5 separate regions of the Zea mays genome follow, and all the other regions are linked to region 1. The links are chromatin contacts, called in public Hi-C maps. All regions are on one chromosome and are shown on one strand. The core of a region is the stretch at or near the end of the contact, and the rest is flanking DNA. Distances in the headings are between cores, read along the strand shown.

What was found. Hi-C and Micro-C count contacts between places; a contact is called where the count stands out from the background.
Region 2: a contact with region 1 is called in a Hi-C map of bundle sheath, with 3 times the contacts expected there. The contact joins the promoter of LOC100277246 here to the promoter of LOC100217187 in region 1. A contact is called at or near these places in 6 of 25 Hi-C or Micro-C datasets (bundle sheath, ear, endosperm and 2 more).
Region 3: a contact with region 1 is called in a Hi-C map of bundle sheath, with 3 times the contacts expected there. The contact joins the promoter of LOC103653182 here to the promoter of LOC100217187 in region 1. A contact is called at or near these places in 8 of 25 Hi-C or Micro-C datasets (bundle sheath, ear, endosperm and 3 more).
Region 4: a contact with region 1 is called in a Hi-C map of root tip, with 3 times the contacts expected there. The contact joins the promoter of LOC103653179 here to the promoter of LOC100217187 in region 1. A contact is called at or near these places in 5 of 25 Hi-C or Micro-C datasets (ear, leaf, root tip and 1 more).
Region 5: a Hi-C map of bundle sheath shows a contact between it and region 1, with 3 times the contacts expected there. The contact joins the promoter of LOC100216674 here to the promoter of LOC100217187 in region 1. A contact is called at or near these places in 5 of 25 Hi-C or Micro-C datasets (bundle sheath, ear, leaf and 2 more).

Annotation. Positions count from the first base shown.
Region 1 is chr4:44,168,333-44,171,032 of Zm-B73-REFERENCE-NAM-5.0, reverse strand. It overlaps LOC100217187, which reads left to right and starts at 1,424. Exons shown (of 4, transcript NM_001143547.1): 1 at 1,424-1,589; 2 at 2,486-2,650. The coding sequence starts at 1,587.
Region 2 is chr4:44,016,070-44,018,769 of Zm-B73-REFERENCE-NAM-5.0, reverse strand. It overlaps LOC100277246, which reads right to left and starts at 1,447. Exons shown (of 13, transcript NM_001150871.2): 1 at 1,111-1,447; 2 at 45-172. The coding sequence starts at 1,312.
Region 3 is chr4:44,320,577-44,323,276 of Zm-B73-REFERENCE-NAM-5.0, reverse strand. It overlaps LOC103653182 (cyclin-dependent protein kinase inhibitor SMR1), which reads right to left and starts at 1,265. Exons shown (of 1, transcript XM_008680144.3): 1 at 410-1,265. The coding sequence starts at 1,164. The coding sequence ends at 844.
Region 4 is chr4:43,968,163-43,970,862 of Zm-B73-REFERENCE-NAM-5.0, reverse strand. It overlaps LOC103653179, which reads left to right and starts at 1,324. Exons shown (of 5, transcript XM_008680139.4): 1 at 1,324-1,839; 2 at 1,985-2,597. The coding sequence starts at 2,120.
Region 5 is chr4:43,914,599-43,917,298 of Zm-B73-REFERENCE-NAM-5.0, reverse strand. It overlaps LOC100216674, which reads left to right and starts at 1,368. Exons shown (of 6, transcript NM_001348782.1): 1 at 1,368-1,553.

The DNA.
Region 1 (2,700 bases), core at 175-2,674:
CGTTGTCTACTCATAAGGTATGAGAGATAAATGAAGGTAAATAGATTGGTTCAATTGAAATGTGTTCGGTGGTTTTCAATCGGTCGTATCCCTTTATATATATATGGGGGAGGTCTGGACCCGTTCTTAGACGATAGCTAACAGATCCCACTTGATTAGATGGATAAACACACACGAGATAAAGATAATCGTCCGAGTCAAATCTGATCGTGGGGGCGTGGCCATCCGGGCCCTGGAGCCGGACCGTCTGCCACTTTTGGTATTCAACAGTTGCATCTGAACAATGTTTCCTAATATTATAGTATTTTAAGAGCTGACTAAAACTACAGTATTGTTATAACCGTTGTAAAATTGTAAAGTATAGTATTGTAAGATCATCGTTCAAAGAAATATGGTTGTCGACGTCTCGACGTTACGGGGTGTGGGCTGAGCCAGAGGAGGAAGGAGGCGGTATTTCAAACTGGATGAGGAATCGTGGCCTGGGGTCCGCCGGCCCAGCCTTTTAGGCGGGAGACGACTAGTGTTGGGCCCTGGGCTGCGCGCGCGTCTGGGGACACGGGATGCTCGGTTTTTCCCTTTACTTTTTATTTTTCCTTTTTTTTGGGTGGAGTGGAACTGTGGAAGTGTCGTTGTCTGGCAAGAGACATGCGTATGCGTATCGTTTTTCTTCGTCATGTTTTTAATGCTTTTCGATTCGTAAAGACCAAAATAGGACTTGCGTGTTGATGGCATAGCTGAGTTTGCAAGATCAGTGGTGAACACACCACAGCGAAAGCTCCACTAGCCCTCACAGCAACAGATGCGGACATGTACCTCCTTGATTTGTTCACAAACAATGTAAGCAATAATTCCAGCCAACAAAATGGCATACTCATCTCTTGATTTCTTTGCATATCATCTCACTATGTTTATTTCATCTTTTTTTTCCCTGGTGGTGATCGCTAGAAGCTGCTGCAGGCTACTGAACGCCCAGTTTTTAAGTCTGTTTTTATGAAAACCGTTTTAGTGAAAATCGTGTAAAATTGCTCACAATCTACCTAGTCGCCGTGATAGGATTCCGTCACTCCAAAATTCTAAACTCTATACGTCTCTTTATCTTACTCTGCACGTTTTGATTAGAATCAGTTTAAGGTCTAGTAGCATATATCTTACTCTGCACCTAGTCGTAGGGCGGCCTTATCTGTATCTTGGGGTCCTTTTTAGACCTTTTTTTCCCCTTTTTAATATATTTTCGCGCAGCTCTCCTGCGCTTTCGAGAAAAAAAGGTCTAGTAGCATACGGTGGAAAGAAATATTTGAAAGTTTAAAAATAGCTTTACGTCGTGAGGCTGCTAGCTCGCGAGATATATATGGAGACATCAGACACAGATGGACGACGCGCTAGCCCCTGCCCAGGCATAACACGTACGGTGTGGAGCTGCCCCAAAAAGCAAAGCGAAGGAAAGGAAAAGAAAGGAGAGGAGAAGAGAGGAGGGAGGAAGGGGATGATTGGTAGCGTCGTCGTCCGGCCGCTTGCCCGCCGGTAGCTCGTGCTCGCTCTCTCAATTCTCTCCCGCCGGCGCGCTCGACCGCCCGCGGCTCGCCCTCATGGTACGTCGTCCCCCCTGCCTTCCCGCCTTGACTTCGATCGATTCGAGGCCCTACTACTGCCGCCGCGTGCTTTCGTTCCCTCCCCACTCTGGCCACCGCCGGCGGCGACGGCGCGGCGACCGATCCGCCGCCGTTGGCCGAACCATTAATGAAGTAAACGAGGCTAAGATTCCCGGACGTCATTCCCCTGGCGAGTCGTGTCGTGTGTGGCCTTCAGTTTCCTCTCGATCGGTAGCGTTGCTTTGCTTAGCTTTTTGGTCTAGATCTTTCGCTGGAAAAAGGTTCCGTTTACACAAGAACCGGGTAATGCGCTGCGCGGCTGGCTCCTGGAAAAAGGTTCCGTTCCGCCACGCCGCCGCCCTTGCATTTTCTCTAATGTCTAATGTCTGTCCGCGTTCCGTGCACCTTTCCGTCCGACGACCTCCGTGCGCCCGTGACAAATGGAATGGTCCATCGAGCACTCTGGTCGCCGTCGCCGTCGTCGAACGCGGAAAGCGTGCCAGCCTCGTGTCTTCCGCTGCGTGCCGGCCGGCGGCCGCCGTCGCGTTTGCTTGCACCCTGACAAAATGCTGGCCGCCGACGCTACTGCCCAATAACTCTACTGCTAATTGACAAATGGTATGGCCCACATCGAGATTCGAGCACTCTGGTCGCCGTTGTCCCGCGGGGAAGCGTGCCGGCCGGCGCCGCGTTTGCTTGCAACCTGGCAAATGCTGGCCGACGCTACCGCCCAGTCTATTGGCTGTACTCTACTGCTAATTGTCTAGGATTATTATAAACCTTCTCCCTTTTTAATTGCAGAGATAGAGAGAGAGAGAAGAGGACAAAAGTTGTTCTTTGACCTGACGAATGCGGAACGCTGCATCTGACTCTAATGGAATGCGTATGTGATGCAGGTGGAGTCGGAGGACGAGGCGGAGGCGGCGTGCGCGGTCGTGCTGACGCCGCCGCTGTCGCTGGAGGGCGGCCTTGCGGCGGAGCTCCGCCCGGCCAATCTCGCCCAGCGGGTGCTCAGCCTCTTCCTCAACGTCCGCCCGGGCTCTGACCTCTCCCACTTCCAGGTGCGTGCGTGCGAATATGCGACGCGTCACGCGAGTGCCACGTTCTGCCA
Region 2 (2,700 bases), core at 198-2,697, 150 kb after region 1:
TTTGTAAGAATGTGCAAACTTCAAAACTAACTGTGGTGTTTTACCTGGAGAGAAGCAATCTCGCCCTGCATAGAGGTAATAGCCTTTGACTTCTCCGCAATGGCTTTCTCTAGGTTCACGATGACATCGTCCTTATTCTTCAGTTCGAGAGATCGCACTGCTATGTCTGACTCTGTAGCAAGAAAACAAACACAATAATGGTTCCCGTGGCCCGTGGGATATCAAAATTAGAATGAATCTGGTAGGCTAATAAAGAATCACAAAGTGGCGAAGTAAAGGAAATTGCTTTGCTTATGACAGGATCACAGGAATGATATCACGATGACAAGATACTACTATTTCCATGCCGTGGCATAGTTTGAGTTTACATTCTTCAATAGTACAGGCATCTTCAGAGAATTTACTGTTTTACTGCAATTAATATTGCTAGACTTCCCCAGCTACTCGATTCTAGTACACATCAATGAAGCAGGACCCCAAGCATTATGGCAGTGGATCAGCATCCATGGCAAAGGCACAACAGCTGCAATTACACACTGGCCCACCGCCCACTGACGTAATTGTAACAGTAGAGGTATATGTGAACTTTTGTAGCTTTTGTGTTAACGGCAATCAGAAACAAAGCTACTATGTAAACAGAAGAGGAAGCTTTGGGGGGGGGGGGGGGGGGGGGGTTGGCCCTAAAATAAGCAGTTGCCTCAAAAAGATAGAATTATCCAATTTTATACCAAAAAGGGAGAATTATGCAACCCACGGTCGATATCAGCACGAGAGAATCGAATACAATCTCGCAGCACCCCGCCAGCTACACGATCAATCGAGCACTGTCGCGCGCGCACCATCCAGACGACTAGAAGCAGGCAGAAGCTAAAACCCCAACAAGACAGATCCAGGTAGCTCACCAACCACCGCGAAACCGCGCCTCGCCGCAACGAATCGGGCCCTAAACCCCGGAGAGCTCACCGGACCGGCGTCAATCCAGTGAAACGGCACAAATTAACCTAGCTGCGCGGCATGAACTCGACGATTCCACCACCAACCCGTCCCAGGCCAAAACATCCAGACAGTAAAATCAAGCGCGCCACGTGGATTCAAACCTTGGGCACTGACCTAAGGCGGAGATCTTCGCCCGGAGCTGCTCCAGCTCGGCCCTGAGCGCCGCGGCCTCCGCAGCCTCCTCCACCCTGAGCGCCGCCGCGGCCTCCACCGCGCCGGCCACCGAGTCCGCCGCCACTACGGGCTCCTCGGCGGTCGCGCCGGCGACGGCGATCAGCAGCGCCAGAAGGAGCGCCAGGGGCCTCGAGATCCCCATCCCCGCGAGCCCCTCGCCAGCCACCAGCTCTTCTCTCCTCGTCGTCGGCGAGGCTAATCCAATCCTTGGTTCCAACGACGCGCACGTGGGGGTCAGGGGGACTCGCGAACTCGTGCGTGCTCGCGCTCGTGTGCCTGCCCGCCCGGTATCGTTTAGGAGACTCGCGTTCGCCGTGCAGATCATTTTGGTGACGCCGCGCGGGGGCGAGCGGGCAGGGGCACGTGACATGGTACGTGGCGCCGTGGCGGGGAGAGGGCCCACGTGGCGGATAGCTATTGGGTCCCGAGACGTGGGACACGTATGATCCTGGAGTCACGGCGCAGTGGGACCAGGGACGCCGCGCAGGTGTCAGGTGGCGTGACGGTATCGGCCGCGAGGCTCCGCTCGTGGTTTCCAACCAGCGAGCGTTGCCTTTTTGGTTGGTTTGCTCGGAGATGAGAAATTTAGTTGGACTTTTGCCATTGAAAAGATTGGGCTTTGCAAAATTGTCATCAAGTCTATATTTTATAAACTTAGATAGATCCACAAGTCAGAGACTTAGTGACAACTGACAATTATTAGCAAGGAGACAATCTTTGATGGGTGTTTGGGAGGGCTATTTCTCAAGAGCTTCGTGAGACAAATATTTTATGGCTTATCTAGAAAAATAGTTTATCTTATACTCTCTTCATATTAAAATAGTAGTCGTTTTAACTCTATAGTTTTATGTTCATATTCATATGAATGATTATAAACCTATATATAGAACACCTATATTAATTATTGTATGAATCTAGAAAAAATGTAAAACGGATTTTAATTTGGGACGCAGTGATTATATGTTTTGGGGACTTTTTTAAGGAGTTAAAGTATCTCCAAGTGTAAGTCTCATATTTGGGCTCTATAATTTAATTTAGTTACCCATTTAATTTTTTAAGGTCCAAACTAAAAGCCAGTTTCCAATCAATGAGCTTTAAACATCCACATCCTGTAGTTTGCAAGCACCTCAGGTTTTGGGTACTTTGATGCCAGCCTTCGACTGTCATTGCTCCTCCCACGTTCGGTCTTTTTTCGCGTCGTCAATCACTTTTGCTACACCTTCGCACGTCTTCGCTCTTCACATACTCGCCTTTTTCTTTTCCGCGGGTAAGTCCACCTCTATTATCTTGTTCGGGTTGATCCAATGGAGCGCGACTGGTAGGGAGGCTCCGATCCATAGAACATTTATGGGAGCATCAAGGTAATGGAGCGTGACTGACAGTAATTTAAACAGATTACTGTTTTTGAGTTATATTTTGTTTCAGTCAGCTTTTTGTTCCCTAAATAATCTGTGATGATGTAATGATCTTTTCCAAATACATCGTGACATATGAACAATACTAACCAGCCAGTAATGTTTCACAGAGACT
Region 3 (2,700 bases), core at 16-2,515, 150 kb before region 1:
GGGTCGTTGCTGGAAACAATCTTAGTCTTTGTGAGATCATCTAACCAAGTGGAGTATTATTTTTTATATATATACCGTAGCTAACAACCAATCCACTAGGGTTTTCTTTTTTTTAAAAAAAAAACAAGTAATTCACTAATCGGCGATTGCGTCTATCCAAACTAAACTACAGGCAATGCATATGCACATCACAGCACAACTTCGACCACCAATCACCTCTGCCATTGCCATCTGTCAACAGAACTGAAGAACAACACAAAACAAACCTGCTGCAACATACCTGTGCAGTGCCGCTGTGCCGGCCGGGACAAAAGTGCACAAAGTACCTGGCCTGCTCACGTTTCCCATCCATCCCCACCTTCCTTGCATGCTCCATGGATCCATCCATGACAAGCACACTTGTGCATGGTTTTGGCAAACTGTGAGCTTTAGTTTTATAATGACGAATATACTGAAACGGATCCATCCTCGGGAATTTTCTTCCATTAATTCTTCCCATTCATGATCCGTATGTAAATAAACAATAGCCTTGTCCAGTTCTACAGTTTTTACTCCTCCACGCAAATAATGAACCTAACCCACGATTTGTACGAGAACTCTGGATCTCGAGTCTGTAGTTTGTACCATGCCGGAAGGACAAACCAAGGTGTGCAAGAAACTCCCAAGACTGCGTTTTGACGCCATGGTCCTTGAAGGACGAGTGCACCACACGCGCGCGGCTGGCCTTTGGCGGAGTACAGGAGTGGATGCCTGCCGTCGTCGTCGTCCTGCACGTACGCCAGGTAGCTAGAACCCAATTGGAAGCGGCCGCTTGAGCCGCGGCGGCGCGGACCGGCCCGGCCGTCAGCCCGCCCGGATCCGCTTCTTGGGCGGCAGGGCGCGGAACACGGCGTTGAGGTCGCGCGGCACGGGGAAGAAGGCGCGGCGCGGCGCCGGGAACCTGCGCTTGGCGGGCGTCGACGGCGGCCGCGCAGGCTTCCTCGGCGCCGGCGGGCACTCGGACGGAGGCCGCAGCCTGCTCGCCTCCGACGTCGGCGTCGTGGGCTCCGGCTCCTGGGCCTCCGAGCCGTCCTCCTCCTGCTGCTTCTTCTCCGCACCCGGCTCCGGCGCCGCGGTCCTGATCGGCGGCAGCGCCGAGAGGACGTCGATGGCCGTGGAGCTCATCTGGCCGGCCGTAGAGAGGAGGAGGTAAGACGAGGGAGGGGCGGGCGGACAAGCTAAGGACAACGCATAGATAGAATGCAACAAGGCGGTAGCGGCTAGCGCCAAGCCGCCGAGGCTTTTAAATACTTGTCGGAGAGAGAGGCAGCCGATCGACTTTTCTGTGGGCCCGGCTTTATTGCAACCATCCACTTTGCTCCGTGTTAAAGATAGTGGATGGTTTTGGTAAACACGCAAAGAAGAAGGGGAAAAAACCTCTTTTGGCATCATTTCAATATAAGGGCCTGTTTGTTTACCCCCCAGATTATATAATCTGGATTAAATAATCCTAAGAGGCAAACAAACAGTCCAGCTTATTTGCCCAGATTATATAATCTAACCCCTTGGATTATGATAATCCATAAGCAAGTGAGGAGGTGCTTATTTCAGATTATTTTTTTCCCACTTCCCCACTACCCTTTCAAGTTTCCTAGAAATTACCCACCATTGTCATTATAATCCACCGAATCGTTTTTGCGCCTAGTACTAGTCAATTTGGAGATGAAGAAGGTGACATGAATGCCTTCCGTGATAATATTGCTAATGCAATATTTGCCAATGTCAATTGAATTATTTTTTTTTCATATATGAGTTTCAACCTAGTACAAATATAGAGGGTATTCTTGTCTTCCTCATACAAAAGAATCCTATTAACAACTCAAATAATCTGGGTAAACAAACAGGACTACTCAGATTATATAATCCAGATTATATAATCCTCCAAAAATAATCCAGATTATATAATTCATGGGGGTAAACAAACAGGCCCTAATTCCTTCGTTCCACAACAATTAATCACCATATAGCTAACAGGAATCATGATGATAAAACTCTAAAATAAAGCGTTGCCGCACTAAACCTATAAGGCAAGTTTTATAGTAGGACTGAAATTATGCGTTGATTATTGTACAGTGAGAGAGAACAGTACGTTTTTGTAGAAGTTTTTTAAAGTCATCCTCATAATGTAAAAAAAATTATCATACTGTGTGGTTGGTAGTGCTGTTTTTAAAAGCTGTCCTCGTCGTAAGGTAAAAAAAAGCAGAAATGTAATGCTAGTCATTAAGAAAAAAAAACTCTTACTTTACTCAGTGTTTTCTCTCTCTAGTTTGGAAACTCATTTTCTTAAACGATTTCTATTTTCCTGAAATATATTAGTTTATTTTTATTTAGAAAAATAGTAATTTCTTGTAAAAATGAAGTTAAAGTAAAGGAAAGAAAACGACAGTGGGCAAAATCTGCATGCGAGAATAAAATCCTTTGCATTCCCTTGTCTCATGCTCGGTGGGACGCCGTTCATGCAGATGCAGCGCCGCAACGCAACGAGCGCAAACGCCTCACGCCACGCGTGTGGGGTGGTGGTGCGCATGACATGACATGAACGTGTCTGTGTATCGCTAGCACAGAAAAGGAGGAGAGAGAGTGGGGAGGGAGGGAGACGTGGCTAACTAAAGGCCTAGAGCGATGCAATGCAAAGCTGCTGCTCGGCTAGGCTAGGCCGGC
Region 4 (2,700 bases), core at 75-2,574, 200 kb after region 1:
AGTTTAAAGTTTGTAAATTTTGTCAGTCTTTGTGAAAACCATAGTCTGAAGAATGGTTTGATCAATTCTCGCCAAATTGATGGATATGATACATTGAAACCCTACAAATATTTTTCTTACTATGAAATGCTTTGTGCCAAATTTCAGTCGAATCCAATTTAAAATGGAAGGTTTAGAGTTTTTTTTTTGAGAGTGCTCAGGGTTGAGCACGTAAAATGCGATGAGACCGACTAGACATCTCAGCCACGCTAATAGCTGTCTTGTGGCACTAAAGGGAGCAATCTGGCGAAGTCAACCCTTTGTACCCGCAAGCTAGCTTTGGCACTCAGACATGAAAAAGTTATTGGTTGAGATCTCTAACTTAATTTGTTTAATCATATTCTCTATATCATCCTCTATCTCAAACTTTATTTTATATAAGCAGTGTTAAATAATATCATCTACAGTTTCGTGTCTCATATTTTATATTACCCACTGAAGGTGAACTAACTTACTAAGAACGTTTTCGGGTCATCAAACTATCGGTTAGTTTTGGTGATCTGTGTAAGCTCCTGTTTTATTTTAGTTGAAGCTGAGAACCAACACTTTTGCATTTTAAAGTATTTCAAGCGTGCACTAGCTTTTTTTCCGGGTACGATTGATCCTTTGTGTTATCTGATCATGTTTCAGCAACTTACACATTATATCTCTTAGGCCCCGTTTGTTTCCTTTCATTTCGAGGAATTGGAATCTTACTAATGGAATAGACTATTTTTTAGAATATGAGATTCCACCACTTTCCAAAGTTATCATATAAGTCTATTTCAAATTCATGTGGTGAGGGATGAAAATTGATTCTATAGATTTACATGCTAATTTTCCGATGTACAACTTATAGCACACTCTTTTACTTGCGCCTATATAACATAAATGTATTATATAACTATCTCTCTCATATGATTTAGGATAATATACAAATATATTACATATATAAATATATAAACTTAATTAGATTTGTCTAAATTATAATTATTAAAATGGAATTCAATTCCAACGAAACAAACGGGCCCTTATTTTAAATTTGATCTTGTGATTCTGTGAACAATACAATATATGTGCAAAACGTGTTTTAAACGATCATAGGTATAACTAAAGACAGTCTTCAAATGACAAAAGCTATTCATTCGATGATTTTGAGTTTTTAAAAATGGTCGATCCCCGTCCTTCGTCCGCATACCGGACTACCGGAGCGATAGCCAGTGAGCCACCACTGCCACTGACCACCCATGCAGCGGGACCCACAGCGGCGAGAGATACCAGTGACAGCGACAGGCGTCGTACTCTCATGCGCGGTATCCGATGCACTCCACAGTCCCCCTCACAAGCCACAGTCCACATGCTCTCTGTGCTTCCATCTTTGACCTCCCGCTAATCACAACCACCGCCATTAACCACAGCCTAAAGCAGGCGGTTGCTCCCCCCGCTTAAACCCTCGAAAGATTGGATTGCACTATTTGCAGGGACTGGCTGGATTCCAGCATCCAGCTCCCGCACGGCCACACCGACGAGGCGAACGGGCCAGAGTCGGCGATCGGCGTGTCTCCACTCTACAGGCGACGACGAAACCAGCAGCCTCAGCGCCGACCACTCCGGGAGCGGGGCCTCACACCCTCAGGATCAACGGGAGATGCCGGTCGCCGCCGCCTCACCCTCGCACTCGTGAACTGGCTTCCTCTGCGACGAGCCGGGGCGGGCTCGGATTCGGCGGATCTTGTGGGTGCGTGGCGTCGGGCTGGTCCGGTGCTAGATTGATCCCGCATTCGAGCTGCGGCAAGCGTCTGGGTAGTCGCTTCTCCCGAGGTATTTCGGCCGCCGAGCACGGCACGGCGCGGCGCGAGTCCGCGATTTCTTAGGGTTTGTTTTAGATGTCCATTTCAGGGGCGTCACCTCCGGCGCGCTCCCCGTCTTTTATCCGTCCGCTCCCTGATACCTGTGCTGTTTGCAGGGAAAGGAAAACAAAGTTGCTTGGCCGACTTTGGGATCAAGGATCGGCGAAAAGAAAGAGAAAGGAGGGATCTTTTTGGGAGGTTCTGTTTGAGCTTTCAGGGTTTATATCGTAGCCTTGGGCAACTCCGTGCTGATGGATTTCTTCAAGATTAAGAAGTTCAGGAAGGGGAATAAGAGCGCCCGGGGCGGGGGAGAGGTAATAGAATCCGACGACGACGCCAGCGCTGGGAATGTGACCCCTCGGGGCCTGGTGGAGCAGAAGCCTGGCATCGGGGAGGGGAACAATGCCGAGGTGGCGGTGGATGGTGGAGGCGCGGGCAATGGGGTGGTTGAAGAAGAGGAGGACGACGACGATGATTTCATCACGAATGAGGTGAAGCGGAGGCTCAAGGAGCTCAGGAAGAACAGCTTCATGGTGCTCATCCCCGAGGACGAGTGCGCCGAGGTCGAGGAGGATGGCGACGAGGAGGAAGGGGGCAGCCCCACGGAGTGGCTGGAGTCGGGTGTCGGTGACGGCTTCCCGCTGTGTGGGTTGGATTCACTGTATGATAAGTACTGCGAGAGTATGCTGGTGTTTCATAAGATGATCGCACAGCTCATGAAGGATCCAGGTAAAAGATGTAACTGACTATGGATCAATGTTCTTAAGGCAGTAAGGCGAGGCGTTGGACCACCGCCTTAACGCATAGGCGAGCAAGGCAACTAGAATTATTC
Region 5 (2,700 bases), core at 119-2,618, 250 kb after region 1:
TTTTACATTTTTGAATAAATATTTTAAATAAGACAAGTGGTCAGAGTTTTCGAAAAAAAATCAACAATGTCATATATTTGTGAACGGATGTAGTACCAAACACCCTAGCTTTTCTGCCCACTTCTATAAGAATCACTTTGATAAAAAACGTCCAAAATCAACATGAACACAGAATCGGTTGAGTCGTCACGATATTAGGAATCCATCGCTTTCTAGATTTTTGAACCCTTTGACAACTTCATCTTCCTCAGCACGTAATCCTCACGATACTCAGATTTTTTCTACAGCCAGATTTTATCCACAACCAAATTCTCAGAAAAGTTGGTGAGAAGTGTGAGAGATGGAATAAAATTAAAAAGAAATAATATAATATGTGATACTTGGTATAGAGTTGAGATATATAGAGAAAATATGAAGACGAATGATTGTGGTATACCATAAAAAAAATGATGATAAAAATAAAATATTCCTTTTAGAGTAGAAATTTAGAGTTGTACGAGTACAAATAGCCTTAGGTAACATAGGCCACAAATTGTATCGTATGTAGCTAACATTAATTACTAGAGACATTGGCAATTTTGTCATTATCATTTATAGGCTTCACTAGTATATCACCGGGACCACAAATCATAGACATAGATAATCACACCAGTCATAAACACGGATGTCATAATAACATTGAGCCAAAACTGAGGGTGACAAAATAGCAAACCTCTCTAATTACTAGCTGCCAAGAAAATTAACTAAAGTTTTACCTACAACAATTACTAGCTAGTGTCTTACCTGCTACTTAACTAACAATTAGTACGAGCTGATTTACCCCTAGCTATGACCAATTTCCATGGAAAAAATGGAAATGTAGCCCCACGCCTGAAATGCGCCGAGACCAATTTTCGTGAACGAAAAAAGTGCCGGTGAAACCAATTTCCGTGGAAAAATAGAATGAGTGCGGTATTATATATCTATACCATTATATAATCTACTGATTTAAACTTTATAAAATCTATCCAACCAAATTATCTATATACTCGTAATATCAACTAAATTCACCAAATAAATTATATATAGACTTAACATAACATCGAAACAACAGTTCAGGTCCTTATCCAGTTATCCTCCACCTCTATTAAATTTAATTGACAATATTATTTCCCACATTCCTCGTGCCTCTCCCCGCGACTCCGCCGTCTACCTCTCTCTCGACACTGTCACTCTCTTCACTCACTTGTGCTGCTGCTGCCATCGTCGTCGATCTCTTGCTCCATAAAAATCGTAGTGTTATATATTAATATACAAGAAATACTCTCCCCGTTTACACCCTTTCTCTCTCATCGCCGCTGATTTCTCCTCCCCTCTGAAAGCCTTTTGACCGTTGCAGTCTCTCTCTCCCTCTGTCCTTCCGTTCCCGGCCACTCCTCTCTCCCTCTCTTCTCTCTCTCTGCAGACTGCACAAAGCCGCCTTCGTCTTCCACTCGTTCTTGTTTACACACACAGCACAGCACAGCACAGCAGCCTCCCGGGAAAGAGAAGGCAGTTCCCTCACTGTCTCTCAGGTATACCTCCGATTCTTATTCTAATGCGAATGCATACACGCAGCTCGCGCGCATCGCTACTTTTGTTCTGTTTTAGTTAATGTTGGCAATCGATGCGGTCGGGGTGAGGAATCTGTGGGGACCAAAGCGAGTAGAGAGAGAGAGAGAGAGAGGCGGAAGGAATGGATTCGTTCTCGTAGAGCTAGCTGCTCCCGATCTTTAGAATTCCGCGCGTCCTCCGAGCGCTCCAAGAACACGTACGCCGTCGCTGGCTTCTCCTATCGGTACGCCCTCCTACTGTTTTATGCTCCGTTCCTCGTCGCCTTTGCTTCCTTCGCACTTCACAACCACGTCTGCCTGTTCCCGCTGACTCGGCCTCCGTTCTACTCCTTTTTTTTCTGTGCATTTTTCTCGTCGCCGTTCGATCTTCGTTGTGGCAACTGGCGAAGGGGAACTGTCCACGGTTCTTGCTGCAGCAGTATTTGATGTTTCTGTTCTTTTTTCCCCCTCTCGTCTCCTCCTGATTTTGCCTCCCGCCTCCTTCGCCTGGTCCGCCGTACCTTCGGCGTTCGTCAGGACTGTGCCGTGCCGTGGGTTTTCAGATTGTTGTGGATCTTTTCAATCAACTAACACATCCTTCGTTTTCGGCGTTTGTTCCGCAATTCCAGCCCTCCTTGTTTCGGCATGGATAGCTGTGGTGCGTTCAGAGGGAGACAGACATTTGTGCCCTTCCATTGTCAGCCGAGTTCGTGGTTTCACGTCTTGGCATACAATGGGCCCTTCTCTGATCTGTTAAAAATCAAAATTTTCAGTGCGGACAGGAGTTTTGTAGAGATTGCCGTTCCACTCCAGTTTTCTTCTCACGCTAGCAAGAGAAAACTGAACATTGGATTCCTAGTAGCTTTCTTTCTCTGAAGCAGTTTCGTTTCCCTGAGCTGCCAAGAGCCCAAGACCTCTCTCTCTCTCTCTCTCTCTCTCTCTCTCTCTCTCTCTGCAAAGAGACAAAGTTATTGTTAGTCATCACCAGATTTTTGGGCCTTAGCTGCAGTTCTGTATGTTTCCTATATTTTTTTTACTTTTGACAACTGCATAGACAACTGAATACTATTACTCCATCCAGTTCCACCAATCTATACAGTGTTCAAGGCTTATATTCGTGCTCTCTTTT